2 separate regions of the Mus musculus genome follow, and region 1 is linked to region 2. The links are chromatin contacts, called in public Hi-C maps. All regions are on one chromosome and are shown on one strand. Each heading gives the region's core, a stretch centred on a gene start, on an enhancer-like site or on the middle of the called end of the contact. The rest is flanking DNA. Distances are from core to core; before and after follow the strand shown.

Region 1 (6,732 bases), core at 3,145-5,644, 73 kb before region 2:
GATATATGAACGTCTTCTTTCACTATAAAGTTATCGTGGCAGAATATAGGAGGAGAGGACAATCATTTTAGAAACCATTCTAGGTCAGCTGGGGAACCAAGTTAGAGAAAGAGAAACTTAATATTTTAAAAACAAACCTTAGGTGGATATGAAGTTTTAAAGGTAAAATGACATAGTACTTTAGTAAAAATGTATATGTCTCTGCGATATTGAAGAAATTTCAAATGAAAATAGAAAGTTCTAATGACTTAAGAGATCTCTAAATTAAATTATGGCAAAATTAGAAACTTCCATTGAAAGTTCTCAGTTTCTTGATTTATTTATTTATTTATTTATTTATTTATTTATTTATTATATGTAAGTACACTGTAGCTGTCTTCAGACGCACCAGAAGAGGGCATCAGATCTCATTACGGGTGGTTGTGAGCCACCATGTGGTTGCTGGGATTTGAACTTCGGACCTTCGGAAGAGCAGTCGGGTGCTCTTGCCCACTGAGCCATCTCACCAGCCCAAGTTCTCAGTTTCTTTAAGCAAGTTTCAGATATTGTATAAAATATCTGTGGTTTTTATAACCCACCAAAATCCTATGTATGGACTAAAGACACCAAACATCAATATTAAAGAGATAATACTATATATTTCAAAAGTCATATCAGGAACCAAATTGCCAATAAAGTTATGAAAACTGTCTGAATGAATAGTAAATCAAGAAAATGTCAGCTATGATCACATATCAATGTCTATAAAAACCCCAGAATGATAGAAATTTAAAAGACTAGTAATACCATTTTGATAATTCACTAACCTGACTATAACTTGATTGGGTAGTGTCCTTAATATTAAAAATAAAACTAATTAAAACTAATTGGAAAAGATAAGGAAGTCCACTTAAGAAAGGTTACAAAATATTCTAATGAGTTCTAGTGAAGGCGCAAACGTCTAATACATGCTTATATAATATGGAGATTCTGGTCAAAATACTTCCATCAATAATCTAATCTTAATCTAGCACAATTTCAATGTGGCTCTTTTTTGAGAAGGAATGCATAAAATTACTTAAGACTTATTAGATTTTATAGTGTGTCTTTGTTAGAAAAGTTAGTTATGAAAGGAGGGTGGTAAAAAGAATATATACCTTACCAGATGTTTAAATTCACTACAAAACTACTGGAATGAAAACACTCTGGCACCATTATGAAAATATTCAAATAGGTCTATGGAACAAGATTGAGCCCAGAAATAAACCCACAGAAGTGGCATTTCAATTAGGCGGGAAATGGTTGGTATATTATTAAGTGGTCCTGGCATTATTGGCTCCCTCTGCACGGAAACAAGCTGCCTCCCTTACCTCTCACCATATGTCATGATGAATTCCAGATGGATAAAGCTCAATTGCAAAATATTTGTGACGTTTTGAAAAATTAGAAAATTCTGAGACTTTTCACAAACCTGAACAGAGAAAAACTTCCTGTGCAAAATGTACTTGTACAAAGCCACCATTTTCCCTTTTACAGTTCATTCTTTTTATGCAATGAGTTTAGGCCCTATTCACCTACCACCTTTCCTAACCCTCCCATGCCCTTATGTCCTCTTTTTTTTTCATCCACCAAGACCCATTTATGCTGCCCATGTATGCAAGGATGTGTGATCTTCCACTGGGGCATGGTCGACCTGCCAGAGGCAACTTCATGAAAGAAACTATTTTTCCTCTCCTGGCATCTACCAGTTTCAAGAGTTGCTCAGGTAGGACCTCCTCTGTCCACCCAGTCATAAATTTAAACAGACATACTTAGTCTTTGTACAATAAAAACACGTATAGTAAACCCACTATAGAGAAAAGACAAATGATAAAATGAGAAACAGTTTGGCTCTGATAGGATACTATATTTCATAAGCAAAAAGAATGTTTCTGAATGAAAAAATAGATGAATAAGTGGACAAAGGGTAAATTAGCAGTTTACAAAAGATGAAACCTTACTGGCCAATGAACACACAATGCCTATCTAGAAAAGTGAAAGCTAAGGTTGCACTTTAACCATATCAGCAAAATATAAAATATTCATGACATGTGAAACTTAGTAAAAACAAGATGTTTTCTCATGTTTCTGGTATAACTACAGGTTGTAAACTCAAAGAGTATTTTATTCTGCAGAAGTTCACCATTCTAGGGTCTCACATTACCAAGATAGAGACACTCATGTGAGCTTGCAGGCCTGATTTAAAGCACATTAGGGAATTCCAGCTTAGGTGACCTCTATGTTAATCTGTTGGGCCCATCTCTATGGACAGTCTATTACTGAGGTGTGGGGGCTGGAAACTTGCTGGGGAGATCTGGAAACTGTTACTGAGGAAGTAGATGAGGAAGTCTGGAAACTGCTGCTGACCCGTTGTCCTTGCCTCAGGACAGGTGTCTGGGACATTCCATTACCTGAGCACGAAGGCTGGAGCCTGGGTTTTTTTTTCTCTTAGTAACTGACTTGCCTGGGCTTGCCTGGACTTGCCCAGTTTCTAGGCCTCCTTAACTGCCAATTTGAAGTCTGTCGTGGAATCAGCGTAGCCTTCTCAAAGCCAGCTGGCAACTGTGACTAACGCTAAAGACTAAGCAATTTCACTACACAACTAAACAAAAGCACTTAGAAAATAATGACAAATACAAGAGTGATTATTTAAACAACAAAACGGGAGAAAAAAAGAAACTCATGGAAGCAAATGATTGTTGTTGACATGAAAATAGGTAAGTAGGCTGTGAGGTATCTGTTTTACAAGTATAGCTGTAAAATTTGAAAAAACGAAAACAGGGAAAAGAAAAAGAAGAGAAAAGAACAGACCTAGGCCAGTAACTACTCACCACTGGGGATCTCAGAGGCATATTGCTAAATTATTTATAGTAACACCTTAGCAAATGAACAAACAAGGCCCTGTATATGCACAGACAACTATATGATCACTGAGAAAGCCATGGAAGTTTAACGCCAACACTAGAGGAAGACATAAGTAAAACACTTCAGGATACACGGGTAGGCAAGGAGTTTCTGAAGTACAAACTCTGGGAGCAGAGAAAATCCTCCCAGCAAACAGGATTACATGAGATTCAAAAGCTAGCACTCAGGAAAGATCATAGTGAAGACACAATAGAAAAAAAATCTGCCAGCTAAACACCAAACAGGTAATAAATATCTAGGATATATAAACAACTGCAAAGATAAACAGCAAAAATATAGCCAATAATTAGACCAATGAATTGAAGAGACAGTTATCGAATGAAGAATTAGAAATGGCCAATAAAGACTTGAAAATGTGTTCAGCTCTCACTGCCATCAGGAAAGTGAAAATTAAAAATTCTGTGAGTCTCTGTCTCACCCCAATCAGAAGAGTCATCAGCTAGGAAATGAGAGACAAGAAGGGTTGTCCAGGATGTGGAGAGAGCAAAACCCTGATTCATCACTGGAGCCCAGGGGCTTGTAAAGCATGTAGCAATTATGGGAATCCGTATGGAGGTTTCTCAAGAAAAAAAAAAAAAAAAGAAAACAGAGCTATCACAGTCCCCCACCTATATGACTTTGGGGAGCACACCTGAAGGGTTCTGAACCAACATACTATAGAGATACATCTGTGCACTTACTACGTACACACCCACATCTATTGCTTCAGGATTCCCAACAGGCAGGGAATGCAGTCAACTCGGGTGTCCATCAACTGGCAAATGAATAAAGAAGCTATGGCATGCATGAGCAATATAATTTTATGTAGCTACAAAGGAAAAAAATGGAGTCATGAAATTCTTCAGGAAAATGAATGCAATTGATAATCAGCATGGTAACGAAATAAGCCATATTAAAAAGACAAGTATTGCATGTTTTCTCTGATGTGTGGACTTTAAATTGTGTGCCTGTGTGCAGGTAAGTGGATATGTGCATGTGTTCATATGTGTGACCATGTGCATGTGTGCATGTGCATGTGTGCGTGTGTATATGCACATGCCTGTGTATATTTATGGGGTAGTATGAACCTACTTATGTGTCTGAGAGTGTAGGTCATGAAAATAGAAAGGAAATCCTAAAAGAAAAAGAGATCTCACGCAATGGCAATGTGATGGAAGGCGTGTGGAATGAGGTTTATCTATTTGGCAGAAGGAAGGGAACCAGCCAGGGAGGATTCCCAGAGACAACACTGAGGGATTGGGGGGCGGGGGGGGTGAATACTGATTAAGAGCAAAGTATAATGACACCTAAATATGAAAACGCCACAAACGAAACCCATTGCTTTGTGTTCTAACCTTAAAAACTAATAAAAATAAAATAAAGCATCCACAAGCACATAACGTTAATTTGAACTACAACACAGGAGGAGAATTATCTTTTACTGTGCCTTTTCCAATGACTCAGCAACTACAGTTACCACATCTCCAATGCCTCAGCAACTACAGTTACCACAGATCTCCAATGCCTCAGCAACTACAGTTAGTTACCACAGATCTCCAATGCCTCAGCAACTACAGTTAGTTACCACAGATCTCCAATGCCTCAGCAACTACAGTTAGTTACCACAGATCTCGCAATTGCAAAGTTTTACTAAAGGATTGTTTTTCCTAGAATACTTGTTGACTACTTGAGAATGGAAGTTTGACTTTATTGATTTTGAATGTAAACTTCTCTATCATTTTGCTGTCCTAGATCTTCTTGGTCTGAATTTTCACTATATTTACTTAGTCCTTTAATTTATTAGTTAGGGCAATCTGAGATAGGATGCTTGTGGAGGTCAAGGGACAACTTGGGACTGATCACTCCATCCATCATGTGTGTCCTGGGAGTCATTAGGGTTTGACAACAAGGGTCTTTAACCATTGAGAAATCTCAGCAGCCCATAGATTTTCTTTTACCCACACTCTTCCCCCACTAGCAGATTTTGTTTATTCATTCTTAAAATAAGCTATGTCTACACATTCCTTCCTTCTCTCCTCCTTTTTTACAATTTAAAATAGATTCTTCTCTCATATAGTACATCTAACCCACAGTTCTGCTCCCTCCACTCCTGCTAACCTTTGCTCCAGCTTCCCTCTACACCAGATCCACTCCCCTCTGTCTCCTCTTCTGAAAAGAGCAGGCCTCCAAAAGTTAACAGCCAAACAGGATAAAGAAAAAGATACAACAAGACAAGTGAAAAATCCTTCATATTGAGGCCAGACAAGACAACCCAATAGGAGGGTAAGGGTCTCAAGAGCAGGCAAAAGAGTCAGAGATACACACAGACTCAGGGTTAGGAGTCCCACAAAAACACTGAGGTAACAACTATAACATATGCAGATGATTGGGTACAGACTCATGAAGGCCATGTATTGGTTGAATGAGTTTCTGTGGGTCCTGCTTAGCTGACTCCATAGGCTCTCTTAGTTTCTTACATCTCCTCTGACTCCTACAGTGTTTTCTCCCTTCTGCAGGGTTCCCCAAGCTCCAAGGGGAGGGACCTGATAAATACCTCCAACTCAGTCTTTCTGTCTGTGTAATGTCTGGCTGTGGGATTCTGTACCCACTCCCATCTGCTACCAGAGGAAACCTCGCTGATAACAACTGGACAAGGCACCAGTCTGTGAGCAGAGCAGAGTATCATAAGGAATCGTTGCATTGATTGTTTTTCCAGGCACGTTTGGATCTCTGGGCTATCCAGTCCCTGGTTTCTGGCCATCAGGCAGTGTAGGGCATTGACAATCATTGGCTACTCACTCCTATGTATTCTCTACCATCACTACTCTGAAACCCATAGCCATTGTTTTCCTTCTTGTTGACAGTCTCTCTCTTAGTGGTAACACTGAATGTCTCTGCAAATCCAGAGATATAGAGAAGACCAATATAGAAGTCAACATTAAGATAGTGAGAAAGAAAAGATCACTGTCCACATATGCAAAAGTACATTTTAAAATATGAAAAGTGAGCTCCCTCCTGGGACAGCCCTGAGATCTGACATCTGAGGGGAGTGTTCATGTGGCCAGTGGCATTACAGCGACAGTTGTACATTACCCACCACCCACCCGACGACATCAAACTCATTACGTTTTTAAATAAACCCCATGAAGTTGGTAGTACAAGTCTTAATCACAGCATTATGGAGGAGAGGCAGGTGGATTTCTATGAGTTCAAGGCCAGCCTGGTATACAAAATTAGTTCCAAACCAAGAAGAGGCATACAGTGTAATCCTGCTAAAAGTAAAAGCAAAACTTAATAAACCACATAAACTATAAAGGGCTATTATAATAAAATTGTACTTACAATAAAATCTTTCATCTAGAAAAAGGAGTGTAAAAATATCACTTAAGCTAAAACAAACAGCCAATAAAAATGAGTGTCTTACAAGCTCAAACTCAGGAAGGAAAGAATAGCACCATGCAACACTCCCTTCTCCTCTGAGGCTTTGATGGGTACGCTTGATTCTCCATGAGAAATGCAATGCCCAGCTCCAGACTCCTGTAAACATCGGACCTGCTGCAGCAGCACACAGACTTCCTTCTCAGATGCAGTGAAAGGTGACTGCTGCTTCCACCTGGGGCAAACCTGGAAGGATTCCGTTCCCTCTCTGCTCACTTCTCTCATCACACCACAGAACATGGCTGCCTGAGGCATATGCAAACTAGTGGGGAGAACACGTTAGGGTTGGATAAACAAGCATTTGGGGCTAAGTCACCTTCCAGTATGTAGACATGAATTTTACAATAATGTGAGGAAACTTGTTACTTGTCT
Region 2 (6,572 bases), core at 3,252-5,751:
AGGGCACAACTTCCTGAGAAAAACACCAACAGCTCAGGCACTAAGATCAAGAAACTGAAGGCCTCAAGAAACTGAAAAACTTCTGTAAGGCAAAGGGCACCTTTAGTAGAGCAAAGTGACAGCCGATGGAATAGGAAAAACATTTCCCAAATTCCACATCTGACAGAGGAATAATATCCAAAATATATAAAGAACTCAAGAAACAGCATCAAAACAAATAATCCAGTTAAGTGTGGGGTACAGAACTAAACAGAGTATTCTCAACAGAGGAATATCAAAAGGCCAAAAAGCGCTAAATGTTCATCATTCTTAGTCAAGAGGGAAATGCAAATCAAAATGACTCTGAGATTCCATCTTACACCCATCAGAATTGCTAAGATCAAAAACTCAAACTACAGCTCCTGCTGATGAGGACGCGGAGCAAGGGAAACACTCCTCTATTGCTGGTAGATGTGAAAACTTGTACAACCACTTTGAAAATCAATATGACAGTGTCTCAGAAAATTGAGAACCAATCTACCTTAAGACTCATCTATACCACTCCTGGGCATATACCCAAAGGACTCACCATCCTACCACAAGAACACTTGCTCAACTTTGTTCACCACAGCTTTATTCATAGCAGCCAGAAACAACCTCGACATCCATCAACCAAAGCTTGGATTAAGAAAAATGTGGTACATTTACTCAGTGGAGTATTAGTCAGCTGTTTAAAGATATAAAATCATGAAACTTGCAGGCATGGATGGAGCTAGAAACAATCATACTAAGTGAAGCAGCCCTGACCCAGAAAGACAAACAGGGTATGCACTCAATCATAAGTACATATTAGCTGCAAAGGAAAGGATAATCATGCTACAATCCTCAGACTCAGAGAGGCTAAGTGACAAGGAGGACACAAAGGGGATACAAGAATTTCCATGGGAAGGAGAAATAGAACAGATCTTGTGGGTGGACTTGGGATAGTTAGGCATGGGAATAGGTGGGATCAGATGGGGAGGGGATGACTGAGGAAGCGACGACTGGGAGAGATGACTGGGACTTAGAGGCATTTGGTGGATGAGGCAGAAACTTAATGCAGTGGAAACTCCGTGATGCCCCTCAACAGAGGAATGGATACAGAAAATGTGGTACATTTACACAATGGAATACTATTCAGCTATTAAAAAAATGAATTTATGAAATTCCTAGGCAAATGGATGGACCTGGAGGGTATCATCCTGAGTGAAGTAACCCAATCACAAAGGAACGCGCACAATATGTACTCACTGATAAGTGGATATTAGCCCAGAAACTTAGGATACCCAAGATATAAGATACAACTTGCCAAACGCATGAAATTCAAGAAGAATGAAGACTAAAGTGTGGACACTTTACCCTTTCTTAGAAATGGGAACAAAACACCCATAGAAGGAGTTACAGAGACAAAATTTGGAGCTGTGACGAAAGGATGGACCATCTAGTGACTGCCATATGCAGGGATTCATCCCATAATCAGCTTCCAAATGCTGACACCATTGCATACACTAGCAAGATTTCGCTGAAAGGACCCAGTTATAGCTCTCCCTTGTGAGACTATGCCGGGGCCTAGCAAACACAGAAGTGGATGATCACAGTCAGCTATTGGATGGGTCACATGGCCCCTAATGGAGGAGCTAGAGAAATTACCCAGGGAGCTAAAGGGAACTGCAACCCTACAGGTGGAACAACAATATGAACTAACCAGTACCCGGGAGCTCTTGTCTTTAGCTGCATATGTATCAAAAGATGGCCTAGTCGGCCATCACTGCAAAGAGAGGCCCATTGGACTTGCAAACTTTATATGCCCCAGTACAGGGGAACGCCAGGGCCAAAAAGGGGGAGTGGGTGAGTAGGGGATTGGGGGGGGTGGGTATGGGGGACCTTTGGGATAGCATTGAAAATGTAAATGAGGAAAATACCTAATAAAAAAACTGGAAAAAAAAAAGAAATCTATAAGGGTAACCCTAGATAAGACTCCTACCACAAGAACACTTGCTCAACTTTGTTCACAACAGCTTTATTCATAGTAGCCAGAAACAACCTCAACGTCCATCAACCAAAGATTGGATTAAGATAGGGGATACAGATCCAAATCTGCTCTGTGGAAAGACTGGAACACCATCCCTGCCACAAAACCTTTGACCTACAATTTGTCCTGCCTGTAAGGTATGCTTAGGGTACAGATGACACTGAACTTGTAAGAGTGGCCAACCAATGGCTGGTTTAAGATGAGACTCATGCCTGACACTGCCTGGAAGGCCAAAAGCCAGAGGCTGGATAGCCCAGAGATATAGACAAACAAACAAACAAACCCTAATGATATTCTCCTATTCTAGTATACCTGAGCCTATCATAATCTTCTCCAGAGAGGTTTCATCCAGCAACTGATAGGAGCAGATACGGAGACCCACAACCAAATATTAGGAGGAGCTGCAGGGAGTCCTGCAGAACATGGGGAGTAAGGATTATAGAAGCCAGGAGTGTCAAGAACACAAGAACAAGCTCACAGAATCAACCAGGGCTCAGAGAGGCTCACAGAGACTAGACTGACAATCAGAGCACATGCACGGTTTTGAGTTAGGTCCTCTGCATATATGTTGTGGTTGAGGAGCTTGGTGATTTTGTGGGACTCCTAACTGTAGGGCAGGGACTGTCTCTGACTATTTTCCCTGCTTTGGGGAGACTTTTCCTCCTACTGGGTTTCCTTGTCCAGCTTTGATGTGAGGGTATATGCTTAGCCTTATTGTACCTTATTATGTTGTGTTTGGTTGGTATCCCTGGGAGGTCTGCTCTTTTCTGGAAGGAAATGGAGGAGGAGTGGATCTGGGGGAGAGGGGAGTTGGGGGGACACTGGCAGGAGAGGAGGGAAAACAGCTAGAGATGTAATATATGAGAGATGACGAAACAAAAAATAGATTATAAAAAAGAGTCATAATACACAGTGAAATGAAATGAATGTTTGTGGTGGGTATTATAATAAGCAACACAATAAACTTGACACTAAGCTGTCGCATGTCTAAAGACCAAACCTAAAAGAAAAATTATTAACACAATAGAATTATCTTCTGAATATTTTAAGTGAGGTAAAATTTTTTGACAAAAAAAAAATTACAGAAAAGGGGACTGTACCCAAGATCATTAGAATTTTTAGACTTTAAGCAGCTATCTACAACCCCATGTTCCAGACAGCGTTGACTTCAGATCATGCCAAATGTGTTCTTATTTAGCCTGTCCTACATTGCTCAGAAAAGGAAACGCTATAGACAATCTTGAGGATGCCTGTCAGTTAATTCATCATCATTTTTAATAACAACATAGAGATAAAGGCAGAAGGGCCAGCCTTCAGAAAATGATTTTCTCCTGAGTATTTTTAGAAATTCAAGTTACATTGTGATTTTTAAAACATAGATTGTATTATTTATAGCTGAAACACAAATGACTATGGAAAGAAAAAGGTGGTGGTCTAATGAAATAAGCCCAGTTTTGGCTCCAAGGAGACCGTGGTTCGGCTCTAAGCAAACAATGCAGTGGCCACCTCTCTTGGTGAATGACCGCACCTGATGGATGCGTGCAAACAGCAACGCAAAATAATATATGAGGAGCTTGCGTGCATCAGCTACAGTCTGAACCTCAGCCTTGGCAGTTTGGCGGTTTCGGGGAGCTAAAACATGAAGAGAAGGATAAAATCTTCCTTGTTTCTTCATGCCCTTTTGAGATTTCAGCTTAAGGCCCTAGAAAAAGGCAAGAGCCTCTAACCATTGGAAATTATAGCATCAGCGCCCCCTTCTGCGCCACTCTCCACATCCCTTTTCCACCCTGAATGCATCAGTTCTTGTCTGATCTCGGAAGCTAAGCAGGGTCCATTCCGGTTCCCACTTGGATGGGAGACCACCCTTTAAAGTAACCCACGCCTCACCAGAGTTAATGTTACGGTGTGAATTAGTGTGCCTGAGAACATGCTGTCACTGAATAGAGCAGAAAGGCAAAACAGTTTTGCTCAGCCTGCTGTCCTAAAGCCAGCACACAAAACAAATGTAAAATATCAGCAGAAAAATCCCCCGCTTCTGACATGTAAACTGTCCCAGCCACAAAACCACAGTGTAAGGCTTGGCAGTAAAACACTGTACAGTCTAAACTGAGTTAGGTGGCCACCCTGAGGGCACAACTCCTCAGATCCCAGAGAGATGAAGAGGCCTGCCACAAGTGGTCTGGGTTGTACTCAATCCCTCAACTGAAAATCAGACTTCTGTGCCGGGTGACAGACCGTTGGAGAAGCAAAGACTATTCCTGAAGGGTCGCAATGTAATGCCACAAGGCTCCTGAGCGCTGGGGAGCTACAGGAGACAGCATGACATCTTGCTCTTCCTGTGGGATGATTCGGCTTCTTATCTAAAGGAAATAGCAGAAGTGGAGCAGAGGGTAGAGAGGAGAGGAAATGGCGACGAGTGGAGGTCAGCCAGCCTGTGGTCACGTGGCTCACCTTCGCTGTCCTAGCCTCTGAAAACCGAAAATACAGAGGGAAATTGTGCCCTGTCAGAGAGTAACTGAGAACGCAGAAAGTTTTCAACACCGGAAACCTTGAGGGAATAATTAAAGCCTGTCGCACTATCCTTTCTGTTTGGGTCTCTGCTAGCAACCCTTCACACTACACACACACACACACACACACCAATAAGTGATCAGTCACACCAAAAAATGAGAAATTAATATAAGACTGGAAAAGGAGAAGATGTTAGAGACAAGCTTCTGTTTTTTTTAACAGGAAAGACAAGCAAAATTATTTGGGGCTTCCTCACCCCACCAAAAAGACAAAACAAAACAAAACAAAACAAAACAAAACAAAACAACTATTTCAGAAATGAGCTAGTCAGGTTTCTGGATAAAATGATGCAAGTCCTCATGCCTGCAAGATAAGCATGGGAGCATTTTACTAACTGAGCTATCCCCCAAACTACGTGTGTGTGTGTGTGTGTGTGTGTGTGTGTGTGTGTGTGTGTGTGTTCTCTGTGTGTTTTTTCTCTGTATGTGTGTTTTTTCTCTATGTGTGTGTTTTTTCTCTGTGTGTGTTTTTTCTCTGTGTGTATGTGTTTTGTGTGCGTATGTATGTGTTCTGTGTGTGTTTTGTGTATATGTGTGTTTTCTGTGTGTGCTATGTGTGTTCTGTGTGTGTTTGTATTCTCTGTGTGTGTGTTCTGTGTGTGTTCTGTGTATGTGTGTTCTGTGTGTGTGTGTTCTGTGTGTGTGTGTTCTGTGTGTTCTGTGTGTGTGTGTTCTGTGTGTTCTGTGTGTGTGTGTTCTGTATGTGTGTTCTGTGTGTGTATGTTCTGTGTGTGTGTTCTGTGTGTATGTTCTCTGTGTATTCTGTGTGTGTGATGAGTGTGTGTATGTGTGTGTGCGTGCGCTCACGCGCACACGCATTGCATGTGTGTATTCTTTTTTCCATTTGTTGTCTTCTATTTGGGAGTGGGTTTTGTCTGTCTTTTCTACTTATTTCTTGAACTTTACCAAATGAACAAAGTTAGGGCCCTTCAGTGATTGAAAAAGTGAATAAAATTTTAGTGGAAAATTTCTCCGCCATTTTGACTGTTTGCAAGTGGGCCAACCAGAGCATGGAGATTCTGGGGAAAATATGTGAGAAATGAATTTAAGTCGGTGATTATGGTTCATGTCTCCCTGCCCTTATGAACCTCTACCTGGGGGTCCACTCTGACCAACTGCTTTGTGAAAGACAAAGTTAGCTTCCCAAGTGAGCTGTTGGTGGGCTCGAAAGGAGAAATTTTATTCCACTGGATCCTTGACATCTTACGGAGACAGTCCCAGGTTTGTGCTTACCTCATGGGAAAATATGAGAAGAAAAGCAATGGTCCTCTTACAAATGTGTGAGACAGGCAGAGAAAGGGACTATGCAACAAACAGGACTCACAGGACAGGAGTCAGCCTTCTCTGGGATACGGAGCTATCTACAGTCTCCTTATATACATTCCTCCTTAGGGAAGAGCAGAAAAAGGCAAGACTATTTCTCTCTCGTGACTTCTTGAAGTCAGCAATAGAGGCATACATCTGGTCCTGATTCTGTGGGTCAACTCAAGGGCATGGAAGATCCAGATAAGATGTATCTACCAGAGAGAGAAGTATATGAATGGGGGACTAGCTGACCCTGCAGGTACCTCAGCAAACACTGTCCACCCACTAGGAGTTAACTGTGGACCTTCCCTGTTTTACTGTCTCTCTACCTCTCTGCCCCTGGATAGATCTCCAGCAGTAGAAAGCTAACCACCTCAGGCCCAGCTCTCAATCCATGAAAGATTTGAGACACTAGACTCATCCGTAGCTGTCAAAAGATTCCATGGTATATCCCACAGTCTTCCAGAAGGTTGGTAGCAAAACTGAATGCCAATTATCCATAGCAGTGATCCATTTATCGTCATCTTTACATAGGCTGGCATCCCTTCCTTCCTTATCTTACTTGTAAGTTGTCTCCTGGTACTTCCTGAGACACGGCATACCAGAGAAACCACTTGTAGTCAAGCCCTTGACTCAAGTGCAGCTTT

Evidence for each region. Hi-C and Micro-C count contacts between places; a contact is called where the count stands out from the background.
Region 1: a contact with region 2 is called in a Hi-C map of pre-megakaryocyte-erythroid progenitors, with 1.9 times the contacts expected there. The contact joins two enhancer-like sites. A contact is called at or near these places in 5 of 484 Hi-C or Micro-C datasets (ECoMG myeloid progenitors, myeloid progenitors, nephron progenitors and 2 more).

The regions. Positions count from the first base shown.
Region 1 is chr14:102,729,482-102,736,213 of GRCm38.p6, forward strand. No RefSeq gene overlaps it. Among named protein-coding and RNA genes, the nearest start is that of Gm41234, 62 kb to the right of the region's middle. Within about 2 kb of position 4,395, at least 14 of the 459 cell types and tissues checked have an H3K27ac peak or open chromatin away from gene starts, as enhancers often do. A contact at or near this core is called in ECoMG myeloid progenitors and pre-megakaryocyte-erythroid progenitors, where this site is marked.
Region 2 is chr14:102,802,265-102,808,836 of GRCm38.p6, forward strand. No RefSeq gene overlaps it. Among named protein-coding and RNA genes, the nearest start is that of Gm41234, 11 kb to the left of the region's middle. Within about 2 kb of position 4,502, at least 172 of the 459 cell types and tissues checked have an H3K27ac peak or open chromatin away from gene starts, as enhancers often do. A contact at or near this core is called in ECoMG myeloid progenitors and pre-megakaryocyte-erythroid progenitors, where this site is marked.